2 separate regions of the Mus musculus genome follow, and region 2 is linked to region 1. Evidence: chromatin contacts called from public promoter capture Hi-C data. All regions are on one chromosome and are shown on one strand. Each heading gives the region's core, a stretch centred on a gene start, on an enhancer-like site or on the middle of the called end of the contact. The rest is flanking DNA. Distances are from core to core; before and after follow the strand shown. Region 1 holds the start of 8030453O22Rik (RIKEN cDNA 8030453O22 gene). Region 2 has its middle 30 kb from the start of Mrps33.

What was found. Promoter capture Hi-C pulls out the DNA fragments that hold promoters and counts their contacts.
Region 2: a contact with region 1 is called in a promoter capture Hi-C map of embryonic stem cells, with 2.5 times the contacts expected there. The contact joins the enhancer-like site here to the promoter of 8030453O22Rik in region 1. A contact is called at or near these places in 10 of 39 promoter capture datasets (the C10 cell line, HPC-7-derived erythroid cells, cranial neural crest and 5 more), 1 of 15 datasets of contacts at CTCF or cohesin (large pre-B cells), 3 of 115 datasets of contacts at active chromatin or transcription factors (bone marrow-derived macrophages, extraembryonic endoderm stem cells and stem cell-derived neural progenitor cells) and 1 of 9 other capture datasets (embryonic stem cells).

What each region holds. Positions count from the first base shown.
Region 1 is chr6:39,524,481-39,530,405 of GRCm38.p6, forward strand. 8030453O22Rik (RIKEN cDNA 8030453O22 gene) reads left to right here and starts at 3,061. Exons shown (of 2, transcript NR_167680.1): 1 at 3,061-3,164. All of the region lies in intron 1 of Dennd2a (DENN/MADD domain containing 2A), which reads right to left.
Region 2 is chr6:39,778,446-39,784,370 of GRCm38.p6, forward strand. No RefSeq gene overlaps it. Among named protein-coding and RNA genes, the nearest start is that of Mrps33, 30 kb to the right of the region's middle. Within about 2 kb of position 2,661, at least 194 of the 459 cell types and tissues checked have an H3K27ac peak or open chromatin away from gene starts, as enhancers often do. A contact at or near this core is called in bone marrow-derived macrophages, embryonic stem cells, extraembryonic endoderm stem cells and 3 more, where this site is marked.

The DNA of each region.
Region 1 (5,925 bases), core at 1,811-4,310:
CTAAGTGCTGGGATTAAAGGCATGCACCACTACGGCCCAGCTATTTTATTACTTTTGTATGTATGTCTTTTCTTGAGATTGGGTTTTTTCACTGGCCTGGAACTATTAGGCTAGACTGGCTGGGTAGTGGGCCTTTGGGATCCTGCTGTCTCTGCATCCCCATTGCTAGGATCATAAACTGCCATACCCAACTATTTCACACAGGAAATATCCATACCCAGCACAGCAATGACTAAAAACTAAAATAATGCCACAAGTCTGTAAGTCTTTGCCAATCCTAGGCTTAACAAACTGCCTTGAGGTGAGGTGGGAAGCCAGGGTGAGTTGAGGACTCTCTCTGGAGCATGTACCCCACTGAAAGGGCTCTCCAGGAGAGAGGTTGTTATGTCTACTTCCCTGGCAGGGCTGGAGTCAGTGATACCTGTTGCCTGAGTGAATGTGAGTCCACAGGGAGATCTAGATTTTATACATGGCCTAGCAATGCACCGTCCAATACAGTCTCTAGCAGCCATGAGTAGCTATTTGAACTCAAGTCCCTCAGTTGCCCCAGATGCCTGCAAGACACTCACAAACCCCATGTGGCAAATGGCTTCTTAGTGGATAAAAGAGGTCCTCTGTGATTGCAGATAGCTTTGTCTAGCATATACATGTGGAACTAGACTCCTCTAAATATGACTTTAGGAGGTCAGTACCACAAAGGTGCCAAAGACTCTTTAGGCAGAAAATATCTGAATGCTAATGAGAGTGAGAATATATGTGCTTAGAAATAGAAAACATTTGCACAGCATAGATCACGCTATGTATGGTATCTAGATGCGTGGGTGCTGTAAACAGGTGTGAAGTTAGCGGGGCACATTTCCCAAGTTTACATAAATCTGACTGTATAGTGACCAAGGAACTCCAGCTAAGGTTCACAGCAAGGCATGCATAGTTAGCCACTGCATTCATCCTGTTACTATAACTTTGCATTCTAAAGACCAGGAGTTGTTTATATAAAAGACCTCTCCCTTAGTTACATCATGGGCCCACAAATTAGGCTGCTGTTCTTGGTTGCACAGTATAAATTTCAAACTTGAGAGAGCACAAATACACTTTCCATGGTGATCAGAGTAGAATTTCTTTTTGAAAACAATTAGGATTCATAATAGTGCTTACAAAAGAAAAAAATAGTATTTATTTTATTTGTACTTTATGCAAGAGTGTTTGCCTGCATAGATGTATGTGTGCCACATGTATGCCTGGTGTCCCTGGAGACCAGAAGAGGGTGCCACACCCTTGGAACTGGAGTTACAGATGATTGTGAGCTGCTGTGTGGGTGCTGGAAATCAAGAGCTCTTAACTTCTGAGCCACCTCCCAATCCTTAAAGAATTTTTTAGGGCTGGTGAGATGGCTCAGTGGGTAAGAGCACCTGACTGCTCTTCCGAAGGTCCAGAGTTCAAATCCCAGCAACCACATGGTGGCTCACAACCATCCGTAACGAGATCTGACTCCCTCTTCTGGTGTGTCTGAAGACAGCTACAGTGTACTTACATATAATAAATAAATAAATCTTTAAAAAAAAAAAAAAAAAAAAAGAATTTTTTAGTTGTCTCCAGGATGGTAGATGAATTTAGATTTGAGGCAGAATCACCATTCATTGCTATTTTCCTGAGAACTGAAATGGCAGACAGGGGAGAATGTGACCATCCAGGTTAGTGTATGCTTGCTGGCAGCCACCAACAGAGCAGAATCCCCCAGTCACATATGCTACCTCACGGCTCTGGACAGGGGATGAAAGACTGGGGCTTGAGCCCTTGCTCATTTTCCTTCTCAACATGGAGAGTGAGCACAGGAATTGAGCTGGGTGGGCTCTACCACCGAACCATGTACCTAGTCCTCCTTTTTTCTTTTAAAAGGAGGAATGCTAGCTGCCTTCTGTAGACGAGAGCCTTCTGCATGCAGAAGCCGCATAATCTAGTTTGTTGTTACTGGTGTATGGTAGGTTGATAGTACATATGCATTTAATAAATGAATATATATAAAATAAGCATATATATTTATATATAAATATACTATATATTTATACAATGTTTATATATTATATAAATATATATATTTTAAAATAGAATAAACACATTTAAATATATAAATATGCATTATAAAACTATATATTTAGCCGGCCGTGGTGGCACACGCCTTTAATCCCAGCACTCGTGAGGCAGAGGCAGGCGGATTTCTGAGTTCGAGGCCAGCCTGGTCTACAAAGTGAGTTCCAGGACAGCCAGGGCTATACAGAGAAACCCTGTCTCAAAAAACCAAAAAGAAAAAAAAAAAATATATATATATATATCCCAAGGCACTCAACTAATTACAACTAACTGTGACCATTATAGTTTTCAAATACCTGGAGTGACTCAACAATACTCGAGGAAGAGACAATGGCTTGTTGGAAGAACATTACCAAGGTCAAGCAAGAAGCGTACAGGGCGATGACACTATTTTAACTGTCCCCAGGACTGACAGAGTGTCTTCTCCACGTGACTCTTATACCCGTGGGTGTCTGCAGTTCCTGTTTCTAGCGTCTGGGCTGCTGAGAGTTGTGATGAGATTGGTGATAGCAGAATATGAGCGGGGGGGGGGGGGGGGGGGGGTGAGGAGGGGGAAGGCTTCCCGCTAGCAGAAGATGGGAACAGCTACGGCTGCAAAGCTTTAGCGTTTAGAGAGAAGTGAAAAACCGTGATTCTATAGCTAGAAAAAGATACCCTGGCCTGGAAGGCACACAACACTCACTCAGCAATATCCAGACCTCTCAAGTCTCAAATGAAGGCAGTTCAAGGAGCCGTCTGACAGGAGGCTCAGGAGAGTGACATTCCCCGGTTAAGGAAAGGGAGTAGGTGCAAGTAGTAAAAGGGAGAAGTAGACAGGCCGTCAGTTCCTACACTCTTAGGGAGAACAGAAGGAGGTGGAGAAGCGTGCTCATCTACTTCCAGGGCGCATGCGCATGCTAAGGGCGGCTCTTACTTGTCAGCCAATCTGTAGCTCAGAGTTCCAGTTGGGCTGTGGCTGTCTGTGGCCTGCTTGCACACGGTCACCATGTCAGCACCAAGAGAGACTCCAGGAAGCCTAGAGGACCAGTGATAAAGACTCCATGAGGCACATGGGCCCCTCCTTCAGAAGGAAGCAGGTATGTGGCCCCATTTCACCCGGAATGGGAGGTGGCAAGAAGAAACTAGAAAATCTGTCTTAGGTGGATGAGGTCACATGATCTCCTGGGGCTTCCAAGACTTCTACCTGCCAGGTAAAACTGAGGGTACTCAGTGTCTTGGCTCAGAACTTCCTCAAAGGAATCAAGAGGCCTGTTTCAAAACATGCTAACAGATCTTAGGTACCAGGAGGGAAAGGCCAGCGAAGAGACAGAAATAAATAAATGTGGTCTGAATGTTAATGACCCCACAGGCTCATATATTTGCATATTTAGTCCCCAGTTAGAGGAAGTATGTTGCCAGGGGTGGGCTTTGATGTTTCAAAAGCATGAGCCAGGCTCAGTCAGTCTCTGCCTCTCTCAGTCAGTGTCTGTCTGTCTCTGGCTGCCGCCTGGGGATCAGGATGTAAACTTCTCAGCTACTGTTCTAGTGCCATCTGTCCCAGCACTCTTCATCATAACGATCAGGGTGGAGTAAAACCTCTGAAACTTTACGCAAGCCCCAGTTAAACCCTTTTCCTTCCTAAAAGAGCTGCCTTGGCCATGGTGTCTCTTGACAGCAATAGAATAGTGACTAAGACAACAAATACATAAATTCAATTAAAACATAAGACAAATAAAAATAGAGCACTCATGGATCACCCTTTATGAAATGAAGACACAGTCTGGTGAGATGGCTCAGGGGGTATAAAAGTGCCTGCCACCGAACCCGAGGACCTGAGTTCAAGCCCCAGTCTGTCCTTTTCACCAGTGTGCGTGCACATCCAAATAAATAATGTGCACAAACACTCTTTTTAAGAGGAAGCAGGCAAGGAGGGACCTGAAAGCTGAAATGGAGCAGGCGAAGCCATTGGGAGTTGGGCACAGGGAGAACTGGAGCATAGACTTGCCCAGGAGTCTAGCTGTTGCTTTACGGCAACCCAGCACCATATACTCTGGAATAAATCTGTGGTGTAACCGAGCCCAGTTCTCCAAGGAAGCTAGGAGCTCAGGTCCACCCATCCCACAGTGGAGGGGAGCCCTGAAAGGCCTTTCAGGGACAGGAAGGAACTCATTGTCCCTCTCACAACTCTCACACAGCTGAAGCTTCTGGAGTCTCTCCATGTGGCTGGGCCCACAGACACTGCCTTTCTGTCCTCTTCTGGCAGATAGCCACATGGGCCAGGGGGTGGGGAGAAGGGAGCACAGCCGATCTCCACCCCACCCCCCTGCTCTCTACAGCCTGCACTCTGGCTCCACAGACCAAACACCCACCACGCAATCTTCTCCCATTGAGCCAGGCAGCTCTCCATCTTTTTCTTTTAGGCTCGTGCCAAGCTGTGTGCAGGATGCTCTAGGAGACTCCAAGTTAAGTAAGACTCTGACTCCTTCCTTGAGGAGCACACCAGGACAGTGCCTGGACTGCAGTCAGCTCCTGCAGCAGCTCTCCCTGAGGGGAGCCCTTCCCCCCACTGTCTGAGGAAGCAAAGCGTTTTCCAGATGGAGCAGAGCCACCACCATCCTTCCAGGGGATGCTTCTAAGTAGCTTTAGCCCCAAACGCGTGACACTTAAGTGAAGTCACTTCCCACCAGGTAATAACGCCCAGTACTAAAATCACAGGCTCCTGGGGACCAGCCCTACTGCAAGAGTGAATCTGAAAGGGCAGCAGAGTCTGGAAGTGAAGAGATAAAGAACGCATGCGCGGTTCACATTTAGCAATCAGAGTGTCTCAATTCTCACAAGTATGGAGTATGCTGCTCTCATTCATTCTTTCTTTTTTTTTTTTTTTTTGCCCTTGACGATTAGAATAGGTTAGACAGATGTCTCAGTGGGTAGAGATACTTGCTGCCAATCAAGAGTTCGCCACCAGAGCCCACATGGTAAGAGAAATTGACTCCTCTGACCTTTACCGGCATGCTATGGCACACACGCAACACATACACTACACACACACACACACACACACACACACACACAAATGTACACATAAAAAATAATAAATCCAGGCTGGAGAGATGGCTCAGTGGTTAAGAACACTTTTTATTTTAGGAACTGAACTAAGACCTGAGTTCAGCTTCTAACAGCCACATGAAGAGGCTCGCCACCACCTATATATAACTTCAGCTCTGTGGGGGTCTGACACACCCTTCTGGCCTGCACTGGCATCAGCACACACGGTATGTACTCACACACACATGTAAATAAGAATAATCAATCTTTTTTTCCCCCTTTGTTTTTTTTGTTGTTGTTGTTGTTGTTTTTTTTTTTGAGACAGGGTTTCTCTGTGTATCCCTGGCTGTCCTGGAACTCACTCAGTACACCAGGCTGGCCTTGAACTCAGAAATCTGCCTGCCTCTGCTTCCCAAGTGCTGGGATCAAATGCGTGTATCAACAGGCTTGCTTCCTAAAAATCAATCCTAAAAGAAAGAAGTAAATAAAAGACTAAGACGGTATGTCTAGGCTTGTTTGGGAATACTTTGGACACATACGCCTTACTGTCACTTTATAGGTCTGGGAGACAGTCAAGTTTTCAAATCTGTGAACCTGGGGACATCTGTGACACACCAAACCAACTGTCTGGGGCTGGTCTGGAACCTAGCATGATAAATAATAGTATTTAGATGATTTTCACACAATTGAGAACTCATTTTTCTCTCCGGCAATTTGGCCTTGTGATTCAGACTGCTGACCAAGAGGGATAATGAAAGAATATTAATACCACATTTCCTCACCCAACTGTTTTCTATAAAAGCAGAACTTCCT
Region 2 (5,925 bases), core at 1,411-3,910, 250 kb after region 1:
TTAGGTTGTTGAATATCTTCCCATCTAAAGGAGAGCTAATTACACTGTTTTTCTTCAAGGGGGTAGTTGGTTCTATGTTTCAGCTATTGTGTTTGCTTGTATATGTGTGCATGCCTGGCTGAAAGTAACAATTCCAGTTTAGCAACCCCCTAATTGCAGGGATTGCTAAAAAGATTATTATGCATGTTATTGCAGAGAGCTCAGCACTCTATAAACTCATGCAGCAGGAACTAGGGCATGTCTCAATTTCCCTTATAAGTATTGCAATAAACCAACTCCTCTGTAAACAGCAGGCTGGGGACAGGGTGGCCCCGCAGTGCTGCATGGGCCTTCCTTTTCCTTTGGCTATTTCTTACCTTGTTTTGGGCTTTTCTCCTTCCTTTATACCCTCTTTTATTTCTCTCTCTCTCAGAAAAATAATAGATGCCAGGTGTAAAGTCTATAAATAGACTAAAGTATAAAGATCAGAAGTAAATGCATTGGCTTCTGCTTCTCAGCCATGACCAACCTTTGGAAATTGGATGGTCTTCCAGGCGTCCTTCCCTGTGCGTGAAATATGCTAATGACCCACTTTCTGCACTGACTACTGCAAGACATTTAAGAGCCACTTGTAACTATCCTTTTGAGAGGCTAGTGAACATTTCGTTCATGGAACTTGTCCAGATAGATCTCTATTATTAAATGCTAGGTTAATGTGTCATTTTTCACTTACACAAAATAGGCTGTATTGAGTGAGTATCTTCTTGTCAAAGTATCTGTAAATAGTTTAGGTCATTTCTTTAGCACAGATTACTGAAACTGGAAGGACAGGTAAGAAAGCAGGACTGTTCTGAAGTCCCTTTGAATACGTTGTCAAACTGCCAGTCATAATGGTCAGTCCTGTCAGGCTTTGCTCCCAGCCACCAGCAGTGTGTGAAAGGACACTCTAACCCCACGCTAGCTGAGAAACCCACATCTCAGCACATCTTTTAGTAAATTGGCAGAGTTTACTGTATTTCCAGCTTTCGTTTTTTGGTTCTCCAATTCTTAAATGGAGTTGTTCACTTTACCAGATGTTTGTTGTTTAACTGTATTTGCAGTCATCATCTTGTCTGTTGCCCTGTGAAAATGGAGGTGTCTTTGACTCGATCATCAAACATTTATTTATACGGCAAACTTCCCTGTATCTTTTTAGTGATAGAAACTTAAATCTTTATGCACTTAAGCCATTCCTTCCTTTCTAGCTTTCTCCCTTCGTTTCTTCCTCTCTCTCCCCTCCCCCCTCTTCCTCTCTCCTTTTTCCCTCCCCACCCCCCACCTCTTTTCCTTTTCCTTTTCCTTGGATCTAACCCAGAGCTTTGCAAGTGTGCTGGGCCAATACTCTGCTGTTGAACTGCGGCCACAGCCCTTTTGCTCCATATCTGCCCCCACCTTATTTGGAGACAAAAATTTTGCTCTGCAGGCAACACTTGAACTCATAATCTCCCTGCTTTCCCACCATGAGCTGCCATCCATGCCTGGCTGTTTTGTTTGTTTGACTTTTGTTTGTGTTTGTTTCAATTACTTAAAAAAATGGTGTTGGGGTTGGAACTTAGGGTCTTCTGCATACTAAAAACATGCTCTACCACTGAACTATACTATACCTTCAGTTCCTTTTTGTGTTTTTAAAGAATTATTTTTTTATGTCTAGGAATATTTCACCTGCATGTTTATGTGTGCCTAGAACCCCATAGAAGTCAGATGAGGGCTTTGGATCCCCTGGAACTGAAGTTATAGATGATAGTGAGCCAATACGTGGGTGCTGGGAATCAAACATGCCCTTCAGAAGAACAGCCAGTGCTTTCAAGCTGGACCAACTGTCCAACTTGCACATATACATATGTATATACACACACATACATATACACATACATATATGTACACACACACATATATATGTATGTGTGTGTGTGTGTGTGTGTTTGTTTTTTGTTTTTCATTTTTGAGACAGGGTTTCTCTGTGTATCCCTGGAACTTGTTATTTAGATCAGGCTGGCCTTGAATTCAGAGATCTGCCTCCTGAGCTAGGATTAAAAGTATGGGCTACCATGCCTGGTTACTTTTGTATATCTAAAAAGTTTATGTGTACGATCATTTTGTGTGTCTAGACCCATGGAAGCCAGAAAAGGGCTCCAGACTTGAGTCACAGATGCTTGTGAGCGACGTCTGGACAGGAACTGGATCTGGGTTCTCTGCAAGGGCAGTGAGTGCTGTGCCCACCAGCTCCCTTTTACAAACCTATTTTTAACTTCAGAACATTATCTCCACTTGATAAGATTCAATAAAGCCTTCTATTTTTCTTTTCTTTCTTTCTTTTTTGGTATGTGTATATTTAACTTTTGTTTTTAAAATGAAATCGTATAGACAGGGTCTCGCGTTGTATGCGTGCAGCTCAGGCCGGACTTGTGGCTTGGTGATCTTCCTGCCTTAGTCTCCGGAGTGCGGGAGTTAGAGGCAGCTGGCTGGGGAACCTGCAGCCACACAGACTTATCTCTTCCTGGGTCTGGAAGGCAAAGGTAAAGATTCTTGTCGTTAAAACTGCTGCCTGTTAGGAACCAGTTGGACTGCAAATCTCAGCAGGAGCGCTTTGAGCGGCTGTCTGCTGACAGCAGGATGAGCTGCCGGTCACAGAAAGCCAGGGGGGAGGGGGTGGGGTGTTACTGGGAAATTCTCCTCCCCGGACAAATGACCTTTCACCCCCTAGTTCTCTGTGCTCCTTTTCTTCCTCTTGGTTTTCTTTCTGAGCTTCTAGAGGAGACTAAGATATCCGTGGATTTAAGGACTGATGGTATATGACTGCTTGGTGTTTGTTGTAAAAGGTTCTGTCGCTCCTTTTGCAGGGAAACCAACAGAAACTAAAGTACAATAAAGCACAAGAGGCCTGAGTACGTAACTCAGTGGTAGAGGTCCTGGCTTTGACGCACGCGCCCCCTCCCCCTCCCCATCCCCCAAACACACACACCAACCACACAGAGACAGGGAGACACTGGGTAAACACACATCGGGTGTGAGGCCAGAGGAGCTAAACTGTAGGGGAGATCTGCCTGGGAATGAATGCCTTTCCTGTAATAACCAGAAACAGCTCCTTCGGAGGAAACTGTGAGCCCCAGGGTACAGAACGAGAGTCAGCTAGCCGGGAAGCAGACACAGTGGGCTGGCTTGCTTTTTTGCTTTTGCTTTTGTTTTTTGTTTGTGTGTGAGTGTTTTTTTTTTTTTTAGGCCAATTTAAATTATTTAAGTATTTTTGTTGGCGATGCGTTCATTTGCTTTTCAGTTCCACTTATGATATGCCTTCATAATCATCCACTCTTAGAAGAAGCCTAAATGACTGGTTCAGCAGCTCCCAGCAAAACCTCGCTCTGGAACCTATGTGAAACGCAGGCGTCATGACTAAGAGGAACTACTCTTAGTCATGTTTGTTAAGAACTGGCTTTGTGAGCCCGGCCTTAGGAAGTGACCACAGATTTCACAAGTCCACACATGTGCCTGTTAGAGCATGTTTGTTAAGAGTCCTATGTAACTCCGGTTTGATTTGTACCTGAAGGGACCGAGGGTAAAATACTTAGCCGCTGGCACGCCAGACTGGTCAACAGCCTCGGCGTGGGGTTTTAGCTACTTCTCTAAGGCTGTTTTCCAGCTTGGATTTTTAAAGTCTGCAGTTGCAAGCGGCCTACCAGACATAGCATTTCTTGCCTCCTTTTTTTTTCATACGAGATAACATTTCAAGGCGGTAGAGGCGAGGCAGCCCTGAAATTCCTAGAAGATTAGGAATGTGGGGGAGATAGCATCAGTGTGACTTGGAAGTTTCTCACTTTTCCAGCCTGGGTCAGGGGACTATAGACTTTACCCCCCAGATAGCCACTAGCAGAGTGGTCAGGACCTCCTGTGTTTACATTGGCCTACGGTAGCCTCATCCTCCATCTTCAAGCCTGCCAACAGTCAGACTTGATCTAACTGGGGTGGCCTCCAGTTAAGCTTTGATTTCAGGGTGTAATTTAAGGTGTGTAGCTCCTAGGCGCTGATGAAAAGCTGTGTGCTGGTGAGCGAGCCTTGGACACTGTTGGCCAAACCATGAAGATTAGAACAAGCTTTTATTTTATTTTATTTTATTTTGGGAAATATATATCATATCCAGTTCGGTTCAGAAATGTACTTACATATTAGTACACTTCAAAATAGAAAAAGAAATACTATATATAGGCTGGGCAGGTCTGAAACTTGCTACATAGACCAAACTAGCTGGGAACTTACACAGAGCTGTCTGTCCCTGCGTCCTGAGTGCCTGGCTATACTGTCCTTTTCTTTTTGGGAGTTCTGGGGACCAAAGCTAGGACTTCTCACCTGCTAGGTGATGTGAGCCATCCCCGTGTTCTGGAACACCCTTTGTAAGGGAAATTTTTTTGCTGGACAGATTACTATGACTGGGACAGTACTGCCACCTGGTGGAAAGTACCCTAATTACAGGAAAATATATAAGCTGAGTGAAGTAAAAAACAAAAATGACAACAAAGGTTAAGTTTTAAGTGAAATTTACACTTAATAAGGAAATCGCTAAATATATAGATTAGAGATCTACTAATTAAAAATCAGTATCTTTGGGTTGGTGAGATGGCTCAGCGGCTAAGATCACTGACCGTTCTTCTGGAGGTCATGAGTTCAAATACCAGCAACCACATTGTGGCTCACAACTATCTATAATGAGAAACAAATTAAAAACAAAAACCAAAAAACCTATGGGCTGGAGAGAGCCAGGCTGGAGCAAGAGGGAGAAGTAGGGGAGGGGGAAAGTCAGTATCTTTAAATCTGGAGTCTTGTGACACTGACCAGCATTTTTCACCAGTATCTTTGGGAATTTGGGGAGGAATAAAAAACAATCCACCTTTTAAAAATTGCTTGGTGGTGGTGGTGGTGGTGGGTGCTGGAGAGATGGCTCTGCGGTTAAGAGCACTGACTGCTCTTCCAAAGGTCCTGAGTTCAAATCCCAGCATCTACATGGTGGCTCACAACCATCCATAATGAGATCGGATGTCCTCTTCTGGTGTGTCTAAAGACAACTACAGTGTACTTATATGTAATAATAAATAAATCTTTTTAAAAAAATGCTCCAGGGAACAGAAAAATGGCTCCGCAGTTAAGAGCAGGTTAAGAGCACTCTAACAGAGGACCCAGGTTCAATCCCCAGCAACCACATGCCAGTTTACAACTGTCTGCAACTCTGTTCCCAAGGGATCCGACTCCCTCTTCTGGCCTCTACTGGCGCCAGGCCCAAATGTATTCCGCTGAAATGGAACATCGCAGACTTCTGGGTGGGAAGCCTGGAGAGGCTGCACTCGAGGTAACTGACTGGAGTCCTGAGGAAACACTAGATAATTCCCGAGTGAGCAGCCTGCTATAGAAGAACCAGACTGTACTGATCAGAAAGACTCTCTCTCTCTCTCTCTCTCTCTCTCTCTCTCTCTCTCTCTCTCTCTCTCTTCTCCCCCCCTCTCTCTCCCCCCCCCCCCGCCCCCTCCTAAAGGATAACATAGCCAGGCCTTTGATCTCAGCACTTGGGAGGCAGATGCAGAGCCCATGAAAAACAAGGAAAGCCGAATGAGCATGAGCGAAGGAGCGGCTTAAGTTTAAGGAGGGCATCGAGGTAGGACAAGTGAGTTCGGTTCATCATCTGGGCCTTCCTTTCCTGTAAAACTCATGATTGGCTGGGCCTGGTGATGTAAACCTGTAATTTCAGGACTTAATGGGGCTGAGGCTGAAGGACTGTGAATTCCAAGACAGTTTAAGCTATGTAGCCAGACTCTGAATAAACAAAACAACGACAAGTCATTATTGTGGCAATTGAAAAAAACTTAGATATGACTTTAACTAACAGGATTTAAACAATATCAATAATGTGACAACCAGGATGAT